3 separate regions of the Zea mays genome follow, and regions 1 and 2 are each linked to region 3. The links are chromatin contacts, called in public Hi-C maps. All regions are on one chromosome and are shown on one strand. The core of a region is the stretch at or near the end of the contact, and the rest is flanking DNA. Distances in the headings are between cores, read along the strand shown. Region 1 holds the start of LOC100283868 (sentrin-specific protease 2). Region 2 holds the start of LOC103634735 (AAA-type ATPase family protein). Region 3 holds the start of LOC100283268 (rapid ALkalinization Factor family protein).

Region 1 (3,832 bases), core at 1,277-3,776, 480 kb before region 3:
CAACATTTACATTACTTTATCGCATTCAATGAGTTCATATCCCAACTTCCTTTGGGAGGTCCATCTTTTAACAGATTTGTAATCATAACCATTTTTTCCACAAGCAAGCTGAGTAACATTCAGGAAGTCAGTAAGGATCAACATTCATAGGCAAAAAAAAATCCATGAACAATAAACGAAGGCAGATACATGCAAGGCAGAAGTCCATGTCATCAGTGAGAAAGGGGTTTAAACAAAAGTGAACATAGCTAATAACTGATATACAGAGGCCAATATGTGATTTCATTAAATACAATTTGGGTACACCAAACAAGAAACAAAGATATATCAAATATTATCAGTATACAATACCAAACAAAAGTGCAAAGCAAGATAGTATAGTATAAGGAACCAAGAAAGCAAATCAAGTAATAATAATGCAATCTAAGGGGTTTGGGTAGATAATACGATCTAAGAAACCAAGAAGGTAAAGTGTCGAACAACTCAGAGATTCAGGATGCCAATTATATCTACAAATGTAAACCGCCATGGAAAATATGTAATTAAACTTTCCTAACTATACGACCACATACCATTACAAATCGATCACATTAAAACTATAGCAACTACCATATATAAATTAGTAATGCAAGTTCATAACAGATATAGATTTGTGCAGAATTAGCAGCCAAATGTACAACTTGACAACTAATTATCCAAGCTATTAACACATTTATAAATAAGAGGGATTAATACTTGATGTAATAAATGAACCACCACAAAACTAAACTATGATATGCTATCATTCAAATTTGATTACGTCATCTACATTTCTTATAAGAGCTAATACTGAAAATTCAATCAACAATTCAACATCAACTAGTTCATTTAGAAACAAAACAAAAAACTTCTTCAAGGAGGATACACAAAAAAATGCCAATTTTAGTACGGAAAAAAGATGCAAACATCCTGCAGGTGCAATAATTGAAGCATAAAGGAGTAAACAATCTAACCTTCTTATAAAAGAATGTATTAAAGAAATGACATTTCAGAAACCTGTTTGGTTCTCTTTTTTCTCGCTCCTTCAACAATTCAAGGTACAGATTAATAACCTACAAGTATGAGAAATATTTATCATAATCAAGCATGGAGACATGTAATCAGTTAATCACCCATACTTGTCAAAGATAGAATTAGCGAAGTGTGTATAGAATATACAGAATGAATATGACCTCATCATTTAACCAGCAGCCACGTCTCAAGCACTGGAATTTCTCTTTGCTAACCTCAATGTTAGATGGTTCATGCAGCACTAGAACTTTGCTACTGAAATGAGGGAACCAGGGCACTCAATTAAGCTTATATGGTATATAGAAAGCTTTAAAAACATGCAAGCAGGTTCATGAAAGAGTACCTCGAGCCTCTACTGTAGAGACAGTCATGAACATCATTTTCCTCCTCAGCAGTGAGAGGTTTAAATAGTTCAGACATATCCTAGAATGGGCAGTAGTTAGATAAAGCAAAAAAAAATGGTGCTGAGCTGCCATCAAACATGTGCATAACATGGTCAGTAAGTAGCTTTTTGTGTAGGCATGCAGTTTCATCCAAGACATTTAAAAAAAATCATGCATGCCTCTTCTAAGTTATTTATCAATTAAAATACCATTTAACAATAGAATTGTTAAAGGTTGGAGCTAGAGACAATTTCGAAGCAATTCACTCAATTTTCTGTTCCAGAGCACCAATTCCAAATAAACCCCACTAATTAAGTGCAAGATGGAAACTCGATCACTCATTTTCCTTCCATGTCACCTAGCATGACAATAGCAAAGCAGAGTATACACAGATCAAACTACCTCCTTGGCAGCCTTATCCGACTTTGGTATATAGGCAAGCTTCTCCTTTTGGAGCCTTATCTCGATCCCGATTGCCTCCAGCCTCGGATCGTAATGTGTCGCTGCTGCCTCCAACGCCTCCTTGTAGAAGGGCCTCCTTTTCTTCCATTGGGGAGGCTTCACCGCCTCCTCCTTCAACGTAGTCTTCCTCGAATCCGTAACCCTCCGCCGGTCCACCAAATGCAGTCCCGTCCCCGCCTCCACATCCATGGCCACCGTGAGACCCCGCGCCTTGCCGATCCAGCAACAGAGGAGCCCCCGCCCGTCATCACTGGGCCAACCGAAGGCACTGGACATGTGATTTCCCATGTCGGAAGCGAAGGACCGCGCCTTCGGTGGTAGCGGCAAGAAGAACCGGCGGCGGTGGCGCTGGCTTAGGCGGGTTTGGCTCTGCGGGCCGTGGAAGTGGCGGGGAAGGGGGGAGGCGTCGAGGTGGCGCTTGCGCGGGTTGGGGAAGAGTGGGGAAGCCGAGGTGGTCATGGCCAGCAGGACACGGCTAGGGCCATGGGAGGCGGTGGCTACAAGGGGATCATGCCCGGAGCGCAAACCCTAGAAGGGGTTTGGTTTGCTTTGAGCCCGAGTTCGCGGGGAGGGGAGAAGGCGACCAGCGGAGCGGGGAGAGGAGACGGACGGGCGACGCCCGATCTTCCCCCACCCCTTTTTTTTTGTGAAATTCCAAATAGGTACGGGCCGGCCCATGCACCGCATCACGCGACTCTCACGTGCCACGTGAACGCGAACGCCTGGCCGGCTGGGTAGTCCAGGAGCACCTTCAGGCTTCTCCAGCCTCGAGGAACGTCATAAATTTCACCCTCTAAAAAAATATTTTATTTCTTTATAGTACATTTTAAAAGATTTTGGTCTTCTATATATTTCTCATCTTCAACAATATTTTCTAAATTCGGTCCTCTATATCTATAGCGTTAGAATACATAAACTACCATATTTATTCTTTGTTTTTCTTATATTTCAATTGGATTAAACGTACGCCATTAAAAATGATGAAATACTCCAGCATCATGAATTAATTAATAGTTTTGTATGGATATAAAATGACAAACTGATTACTAGTCGTATATTTCCTTCACATTTGTTGTACACAGGCATTACATCGAGCACCTTGCACGCGTCTTTTCCGACGTCACTTTTTGCAGCCGTCGCTCGCCATCCACCTCACAGACCAAAGCGAAGCTACTGCAACCAGACTCGCCAACTCACCAACACGCGACAAAGATAGGTATGGTGCGTCCCAAGTCCTCCGCGCCGCCATGGCGACCGAGCTCGACCTTGATTGCTACGACGACTTGCTTACCTTTATCTCAACTAAATCAGGACCAGCCTAAAATCATATTCGCCACACTTCGCCCTCCTGCCGCTCAGCTTCGTGTCGAGCTCCGACGAGAACCGTTGCAATCCAACTATCGCCTCGAGGAAGAAGGTCGCAAGCAGCATAGACACGAGCTCGGAACTTTTCAGATCGAGGCGGGAGGAGGAAGCAACTGACGTTTGGTGGACGATTCCCTTCCGCCACATTTAGAGGTCGAAGTTTGGTGGACGATTCCCTTCCGCCACATTTAGAGGTTGAAGGACGCATACCAAAATTTACAGGTCTGTTTATCGGACGTTGCTGGACGCCTACCAGACGTTTCATCCCCCAAATATAGCGAACAATACCGTTTAGCGTGTCTTGCTGGAGACAGTCTCAGTCCTTCACCCAACGCCTGCAACACATCGCATCATCACTCACTAGTGGTCTGTTTGGAGACCAAAGTGACTAAAATAACTAACTAAAATTTAGTTACTCATGTTTGAAACAAGTGATTAAAGCAATCATTAAATCATAAATGCTACCGTGGAGACCAGGCAGCTAGCGCTGTGATTAGTGGAAGATGAAGCAGGCGGCAAGCGCAAGTGTGGGGACCCTGTTTTAGTTCAGTTTAGCTCCTCCTTGTAAGCTA
Region 2 (3,810 bases), core at 814-3,313, 270 kb before region 3:
GTGTTTAGCCGGTTAGCCTGAATCATAAAAGTAAGATGCTCCCTTTGTTTTAAAATATGATGTTTAAGACAGGTAATTAGTTCCTTTGTTAACTATTTAACCTGTCCAGGTGTCATACATTTAAAAAAAACAAAAACATAGGAAGTATTTAATAGATAAAGAAATAGACAATAGAAAAGGATACATAAGCATGCCTCACTGGTGAACGGAAGATAATTTCATCTCCTCCATTTAAGGTAACCTTGGCAGCCTTGTCCAAAGATTTCCCATTGACACGGACAACTTTGGATTCAAAGACTTCAAGGAGTGCACCTCGCTAGAAAAAAATGTCAGAATAAAAGGGGAACAAATGCAGGGAAAAAAACTAAAAATAAATTCATAGTACCTTAGCCTGCTTCAGTCTACAAACAGGTGAGGCAGTGGATGATTCGCCCAGTCTGAAATCATGATGTGCTCCATGACCGATAGTGAAAAGCGCACCATAAATAGAAAGGGTAGGGTGCTGTTGAAAAAAAATACAGCAGATGACAATCCATTGGTATATGATAAAAAGTTCAATCATTTTAGTTGCTCCAAAGAGCAATAATGAAGTTCGTTAACTCACTGAAAGGCACCTTAAATCCTAAATCTTATACAATATCATATGCACACAAGCACTAACAATGGGACATTGAAGTTTCTCAACAAATGCAGCCAAACGTCACATCACATACAGCCTATCCAATAAAGCAAAAATGAAGCACAAAACATCTTAATAACCTTGGCACTGAGATAGAACTATGTATGAAATTATTTTTCCACAAACAGAAAGTAAACAGAAAGTGTATCTGTGTATATTGCAACTGAATGGGGTTGGATGGTGCTTTCTTTAAAGTTACAAGACTCAGAGCAGATAGAGAACAGGTAAGGTTCAAGGTAGTATTGCATATTCCTGAGTTCTGATATGAGGTTTTATATGGTATTTCTATAGCAATTACAAAGAACGATTAACATGTGCCATGTAGTTTTTGGTAATTAAGGTCTCATCCAAAGCACGAGAGATCATGGGTGAGTTCTACTAATTGAAAGAGAAGTGAAAAGACAGAAGAGAAGTCGCACCATGGTATATTGTGAAATTAGTCTGCACCAGGGCTCCTGACGCCTGCTGGTGGCTGCCGCCTGTGGCTTATTCAATATCCCAGCCACATTATCCTTGGTTTTCTTTATCTTTGCTGATAAATCCTCCGATAAATCCATGGCTCTCTTTATCTTCGCCGTTATATCTTTATCGTTAGTGCCCCGCTTATGCCCTACACAAACAAGGGAACTCATCAAACCCTAAGGCCCGAAGCCAAAAACCGAAAGAACGCCGTAGGCACATCGTAGGGACAAGGCTCATACCGGCCGGATTGGACTGACCCTCCTTGGGCCTCAAGAGGGCCTCCAGCTTGTCCATGGCGCCGGTCAGCGCCTGCAGACCAGCCGTGTTGGGCAGTGGGCCCGCAACGGTGCCGACTTCTGCCGGCGCCACCAACGGCTTCTCGGTGTCCGCCTCCGTGCACCCAACCTACCACCAGCGAGATCGCAATAACAACAAAAACCAGATCAAAACCAGAGACCTGAAGGGGCTACATGCATGGGGGATGGAGGGAGATCCGGACCTTGGCTCGCTTCGGGGGCTGCGACGACGCGACATCGTCACCCGCCCTCGGACCCGCCCCCGCGTTCTCCGCGGGAGCCGATGCAGGCGATGCCGGCGCCCCCTTATCCTCTTCCCCCGCCGCCGGGCGCTTCGCGGCGGCGCTCCGCCTCGTCTCGACCATCTCGCACCAGCGGCGACGGCGACGCGAGAACACGCGAGAGAGAGAGAGAGAGAAAGGGGCGAAGGGGAAGACGAAAGGAAGCGGAGTAGAATACAAAACCGAAGGATTCTTTGGATTAGTAGTAATGCATTAGTAGGGGAAGCGGAATAAAAATAAGGCGGCCGCCGCGACCACCAATCACACAACAGCGGCGCGACAGGTGAGACTGTGCTGTCCAGTCGATACTCGATAGAGAGGCCGCCTCGTGCAATTGGGGAAATTCACGGAAAATCCTCGTCTTGCGTGGTGTATAGGGTCTGTTTGGTTGGACTGTAGCTGTGAAAAAAAACTGTTGTGGGTTGTAAGCTGTGAAAAAAACTGTTGTAGGCTGTGAACTGCTAAAAAGCTAAAAATCGTTCGGTGGAAACCACTAAAAGTCGCTAAAAATTCTTCCATATATATTTTCACAGTTCCACCTAAAAGCTGTTAAAAGCAGGTCCAGATGTGCTTTCAGTTTTGCACTACAAGAAAGTCAGCTTTTAGAAAAAATTGCTTTCCAGATTCAGCCCTTTGGTTTGACTTTTAGGGGGCAAAAGTCAAAGCCAAAAGCCAAACCAAACACACCCTTAGTTCGGATGGGATTTTGACTTATTATAAATTTAAATTGATTTAATTCGGTTTAATCCACATGTATTAGCATTAAACAAATAAGTTCTAAGAGTATGTACAATCCTCATACTTTGATTTGGTTTCCCAAGTACAATAGATAGTTAAGACACTGTATAATACAACACTGAAACGTTAGGTCATAAATATAGCTAAGAGACAACATGTATGGTGGTGAAGAGACAGAATCTTGACAAATAGTCTGTCTTTTGTATTTTTTAAAATAACCCTTTATAGACCCTCCAAGAGATCTAATATTAAACTAGGTGAGTACCCGTGCGTTGCAACGAGAACATATAATACCATGATAATTTATATACAAAATGTGTCTTATATTGTTATAAGAAAATGTTTCATAATCCATTTGTGATCCTAGCCATACATAAATTTTGTTATTTTAATTTAGCTGTTTTACTACTACATTGCAACCATCAGTGTCATGCAGACTTTGATATATGTCACGATTTGCATGGTCTCATCATTGGAGAGCACATATCACACCTGCCGGTAGAAGTTCTGTCGTACATCATTAGTCATCAGACACGCACCACCATACACGCTTGCTTAAACAAAAAAAGGCAAGTGTGTGTTTGTGAAGAGAATTAAAGGCAGACCGGCACAAAAGCTACCCCGACGATGGCGAGTGGTCATTGTTGTCGGTCCTCCTCTGCGTCACCTCCGGCGCCTAGATGACGCCATAATCCTTGATATAATAGTCGTCGAATGCGCACGACATGGTGAGTACGGATGACTCTTGGTTGGGCTGCCAAATGAAGTGCACCTCGGGCTCATCAGCGAGGTAGTACATCTGGTCGTTGCACCACCGGATGTGCTACTCCTCTACATACATCTTGTTCGAGGACACTCACACAACAGCAGCAATGTCCGTCATCCTAGCGCATAAGAATTCATGGCCGGTCAGTAGCGACTTATGTGACAGGTTGGGCTTCAGGTGGATGATGAACTGGACGGCGTGATGGTGTCGTCGTCGGTTGCGGTGCCCAGAACAACCCGAGAGTCGTTGGCATTGGCAACAACCATGAGGTCCCCCAGTTTGACGATGGACAGCGCGGTGCAGCCGCTCTGGACCGCGTCCAAGCGGCGGTTGTGCTGGAGCTTGCCGTACACGGCGGCGCATGCAGCCACGGGCCACGTAGGACTGCTTCCAGAGGTCGAACTGGTAGTCGCCAAGCTTCTTTTCGTCGTCGATGAGCGATGCCAACGCGAGCGCCTCATGCTAGTGGTGTTTGTTCGGAGTTTCCAAGTAAGAAACATGGATTCATCTTTGTCATTGGTTTATGAAAATGACTCATAAGTCAGATCCATGGAAAAATATTACGGAGAATAAATGTCACGCATGCAA
Region 3 (4,120 bases), core at 393-2,892:
CGGTCGAGATCTACCTCTATGTCATACTCATGAATGATGAATCCTAAAAACTTCCACTCGATACCCTAAAAGCACATTTACGAGAATTCATTTTTAAACCATCCCAACACATCTTATCAAATAATTTGCCTAATAAAGTTAGCTTCCAAGATCTAGGCGCATTTGCCTAATAAAGTTAGCTTCCAAGATCTAGGCGCCAGCCAATCACTACGAGGTGTTCCGGCGGAGGTGCGGACGGACCACGGCCTGGAACGAGACGATGTTTGACCTAGTAGGAGCGAGTTCTTCTCTGCGTCGAGTCGGACGGTCCGCATCTGGTGGCTAGTCGATCCACGCATGTGCAGAGGTGGCGACGTTCGCCAACAGCACCTAGACCTAACTCCCGAGAGGGACCCGTCAGGGACGAGAGATTGTAGGGTTTATCTTGGGATCGGTAGGCTATCCAAGATGCCTCCAGACGACGTAGATTCGAATATAGGTAAAGATCGAGATGAAGAAGCCTATGTTACTATCTACTCTTAGGGCACACAATAAAGTAATAGAAGATATTTTGATTTGGTTCGGTGTTGGTGTTTCAATCGGTACCTTTCAAAAATATAGGAAGCTGGACCTATTTTTAGACGTACTTCAACAACTCTTATAAGTTTTGAAGAATAAACATATATAGAGATACAAGTTAATCCGCCTGATTTAATCAGACGCGTCTAAAGACGGACCGTTCGCTGGCCAAATTGTCCGCGACTAAAGGCAGACCATCCGCAGGTCGGGCTACGAGAGAGCCACACCATCTGGTCGTACCAATGCCACAAAGGCACAAACGGTGCTCAACACCAGGCGTGCTGGGTCGGCAACCAATCCAGAACTTCCTGTAATCGTTTTCTTTGATCTGCTTATCAAGAATATCAGGATGGTAAAACCGTAAAAGCACCTAATAACCATCGCCCTCCAGGCGATGACCAGACGAGAACGCAACACGCGCAGGTCGACAGGAGCACACAGCAAGCCAGCAAGAAACCACGGCCGAAAGTGCCACGCCACGGGAACGAGAAAGAAAAAAAAATCAGAGAGAGAGAGAGGAAGAAGAAGAAGAGAGCAAAGTCAGCTAGCTACTCGCGGCACTGGTTGATGGCCGAGCAGCCGCGCGTATAGGGGTTGGCTTCGGCGCCCGGCTGGCAGTTGTAGTAGGACGCCCCCGGCACGGAGCACGGCACCGAGTCCGGCATCAGCGCGCTGTAGCTGATGTACTGCGCCGTGGGCAGCAGGCTGGCCGCGGTGTCCACGTCGTAGTACAGTTGCAGCCGCATCCGGCCCCTCGTCGCGGCGCCGCCTTCGGCGTCCACGCCGTAATAGACGGGGCACTCCTCCGGCGAGCCCCAGCACGAGTCGTCGGAAGAAGCCCCGGCCCCGGCCCCCGGCCACGCCCACTCCGCCGCCACGCGCGCGTGGATGGTCGAGACCATCAGCTCCGACGCCGTGGCTCCGCTGGAGACGGCGAGCGCCGACATCGCGGCCGCGAGGAGCAGCGCGTGCCGTGCCGAAGCCATGGTGGACGCGGGGCTTTGAGACGTACGAACGAGGTTGGCGGCCGGCACGGTGGAGCTGGCAGCGTGGTTTAGAATGTTGCAATGCAACACCAAGAATCTACCGGATTTGAGTCGAGTAAGCGCCTTGAGCGGTGGTGGGGCGCTTTTAAGCTGGAGGCCTGGAGGGAGTGTTCTGTTTGCTGCTGGGCGCTGGCAATGGCATCGTGTCCGGGCGAACGGCGGTGCCACGTCATGCCACCAACGCTGACCTTGCTCGAGCAACGCTGGGCATCGAGAACGCGTGGTCTCGTGCCGAGGCACGAACATCTAGCAGGCTCCTGCTCCCGCGCGCGATTCTTGCTGCAGTTTGACCTGCTAGAAATCTGATTTCTAACCACGCTACCAAGTAATAAATAAATAAATAAATAAATCCAGAAGCGCCTGGGATTGCTATGGCCTGTGGGACTCAGCACCCAGCTTCAACAAATCAAGCTATCACCACTAACAGTTCAATCGTATGACGAAATAGCTGCATCCTTTTTATGCACAAATCAGTGCCACACAGAAGAAACAGCTCTCCAAAAGCTCTTGAAAAAACATTTGCTTTAGAACATCCAGGGCAAGCAGCGGAAAATTTAAAACACCCTGATCAGTTGTAAGTCATGACATGGCTAGATGAGTTCATGAACGCAAATGAAAGACTAACATACAGTAATTCACATCGGACTAGCAGCGGGACAACAGATTCCAATGATAGCCAGGCGAGCTGCACGCCTGAACCAGCATGACCGCCGGTGCAGGGTGCTCGGAAGACGCAAAACCTCTATTATTAAAGGAAGCAGTTTCCATGCCAGATCTCGGTTTCTTTTCACCGTCTTCCAAGGCCAGATAAAGTGAAAGAACCACATTGTTCAGTCACGCTGCTGCAGGAACACCGGCTGCTTGGCTGGCGGCAGCCGCTATATTACGTAGAGACAAAATACTATAAAAATCATAGCCACACAGTCAGATTAAAACTGTAGCAACCTGCAATAAAAAAAGATCCATACCCTGCCGGCTACCCCCACCCCATGCGTGGGAGTGCGATGATGGGCACGCAGCCACGCACGCATTGAGAGATGCAACTCAACACATGAACAAGGAGGTTCTTTTTGCACGCCCAAAATACACCGGGAACGTAGAAAAAAAGTGAATGAATCATATATAAACACACGGTTTTCTTTTAACATCTATGCGAATTGGAACAGATCAACTTTAATGTTTCTCTACATTATGAAAAGAAATGAAAGTCACACTAGATACTAAGGAGGTATTTGAATGTATTAGAACTAATAGTTAGTTAGTTGACTAAAAAAATGATAGCGAAATTAGCTAACTAACTATTAAGTAATTTATTAAAAATAGCTAATAGTTGAACTATTAGATAGACTATTTAGACATCTTCAACTAGTTAGCAGTTAACTATTAGCTCTAACGCATTCAAACATGACCTAAGTTAAGAGAGTTCTTACTGCGTCAGTCAAAGTCACCAACTCCAGCCCTACTAGAAATAAGACTACAAGAGTACACGTAAAGCCTTCAGCTAGTTCCTAATTCGTTCGTATAGTACACTACGCTGAAATGCACCTACATATTTTAGAATCAGCATTTATCCTCAGTCCATATAGTAGGGTGTTGTCTGGACTAAAAGCTCCTCGTCGTCTTCATTGTCATCGTCGTTATCATCAGCACCGACCCAGTTGCTCGGGTGGTGTTGTGATCGAGGAATACCACTGATACCTTCTGCAACGTCATAAAAAAGCAAGTTAGCTAAACATTAGTCAATGTAGAGACGTATCAGTAACTAATGACAATAATGTAATGGATGATTTTGTTTGATAATTAACCAGGACGTTCTTCCATGTGATCCATTTGCAAAGGCTGCATTCTGTGGTGCAAACTAATTAAGGAAGCACAAAAATAACTTCACTCCAGCATCTTATAGCCACCAACTTATAATTACAAACAAATGGAAAGTCCATCAACACCAAACAGATGCATGACCAATGACTTCATTGAATCAGCCTACCGATTCAGAATGTCAGTTACACTAGATCACTTTTGTCAGTAAGACATGACTTTACCCCCCACATAGTTAATGCAAGTTTCTTATGGAGTCAACATATTGGGCAAGAAAAGTTCATCAGACTCAGATACTGTATATCGACATATCTTCAACTAGGTTACTTAGTGCAACTATAACAACTAGCATGATTGTATGTTTGACCCTAACGTATAATCTCGGCACTATACAAAATGTTTGCAATATTTTGTTTTCTGCAAGCCAACTTCAACTGGCTAATCAGTATAGAAACATTTACTCCAAGGAAGACAGAAGATAGGTAGGCACACAAAGACTATTAGGCTTTGTATGTCTAAATCTTTCAAACACAGGGCAGAAATGTCCCATGTTGGGGATGCTGAAAATCCCTGATAAAGAATGTAAAAAGTTTTTAAATTCCTTACGGCACAGAAAAAAGAGAGAGACAGTTCTTGTTAACGCTGCAGATGAGCTATCAAGGTGTTGTTAGGTTTACCTTACAACATATGTTGATTAG

The links. A called contact is a pair of places that touch in the nucleus more often than the background predicts.
Region 1: a contact with region 3 is called in a Hi-C map of ear, with 2.3 times the contacts expected there. The contact joins the promoter of LOC100283868 here to the promoter of LOC100283268 in region 3. A contact is called at or near these places in 2 of 25 Hi-C or Micro-C datasets (ear and tassel).
Region 2: a Hi-C map of tassel shows a contact between it and region 3, with 2.8 times the contacts expected there. The contact joins the promoter of LOC103634735 here to the promoter of LOC100283268 in region 3. A contact is called at or near these places in 3 of 25 Hi-C or Micro-C datasets (bundle sheath, leaf and tassel).

The regions. Positions count from the first base shown.
Region 1 is chr1:57,937,397-57,941,228 of Zm-B73-REFERENCE-NAM-5.0, forward strand. It overlaps LOC100283868 (sentrin-specific protease 2), which reads right to left and starts at 2,527. Exons shown (of 9, transcript NM_001156766.2): 1 at 1,836-2,527; 2 at 1,394-1,473; 3 at 1,212-1,305; 4 at 993-1,091; 5 at 16-108. The coding sequence starts at 2,354.
Region 2 is chr1:58,151,782-58,155,591 of Zm-B73-REFERENCE-NAM-5.0, forward strand. It overlaps LOC103634735 (AAA-type ATPase family protein), which reads right to left and starts at 2,064. Exons shown (of 28, transcript XM_008657320.3): 1 at 1,641-2,064; 2 at 1,381-1,546; 3 at 1,099-1,289; 4 at 386-502; 5 at 185-316. The coding sequence starts at 1,802.
Region 3 is chr1:58,420,895-58,425,014 of Zm-B73-REFERENCE-NAM-5.0, forward strand. It overlaps LOC100283268 (rapid ALkalinization Factor family protein), which reads right to left and starts at 1,643. Exons shown (of 1, transcript NM_001156170.2): 1 at 912-1,643. The coding sequence starts at 1,544. The coding sequence ends at 1,107. It overlaps LOC100283409 (auxin response factor 75), which reads right to left. Exons shown (of 9, transcript NM_001156310.2): 8 at 3,410-3,450; 9 at 2,955-3,305. The coding sequence ends at 3,178.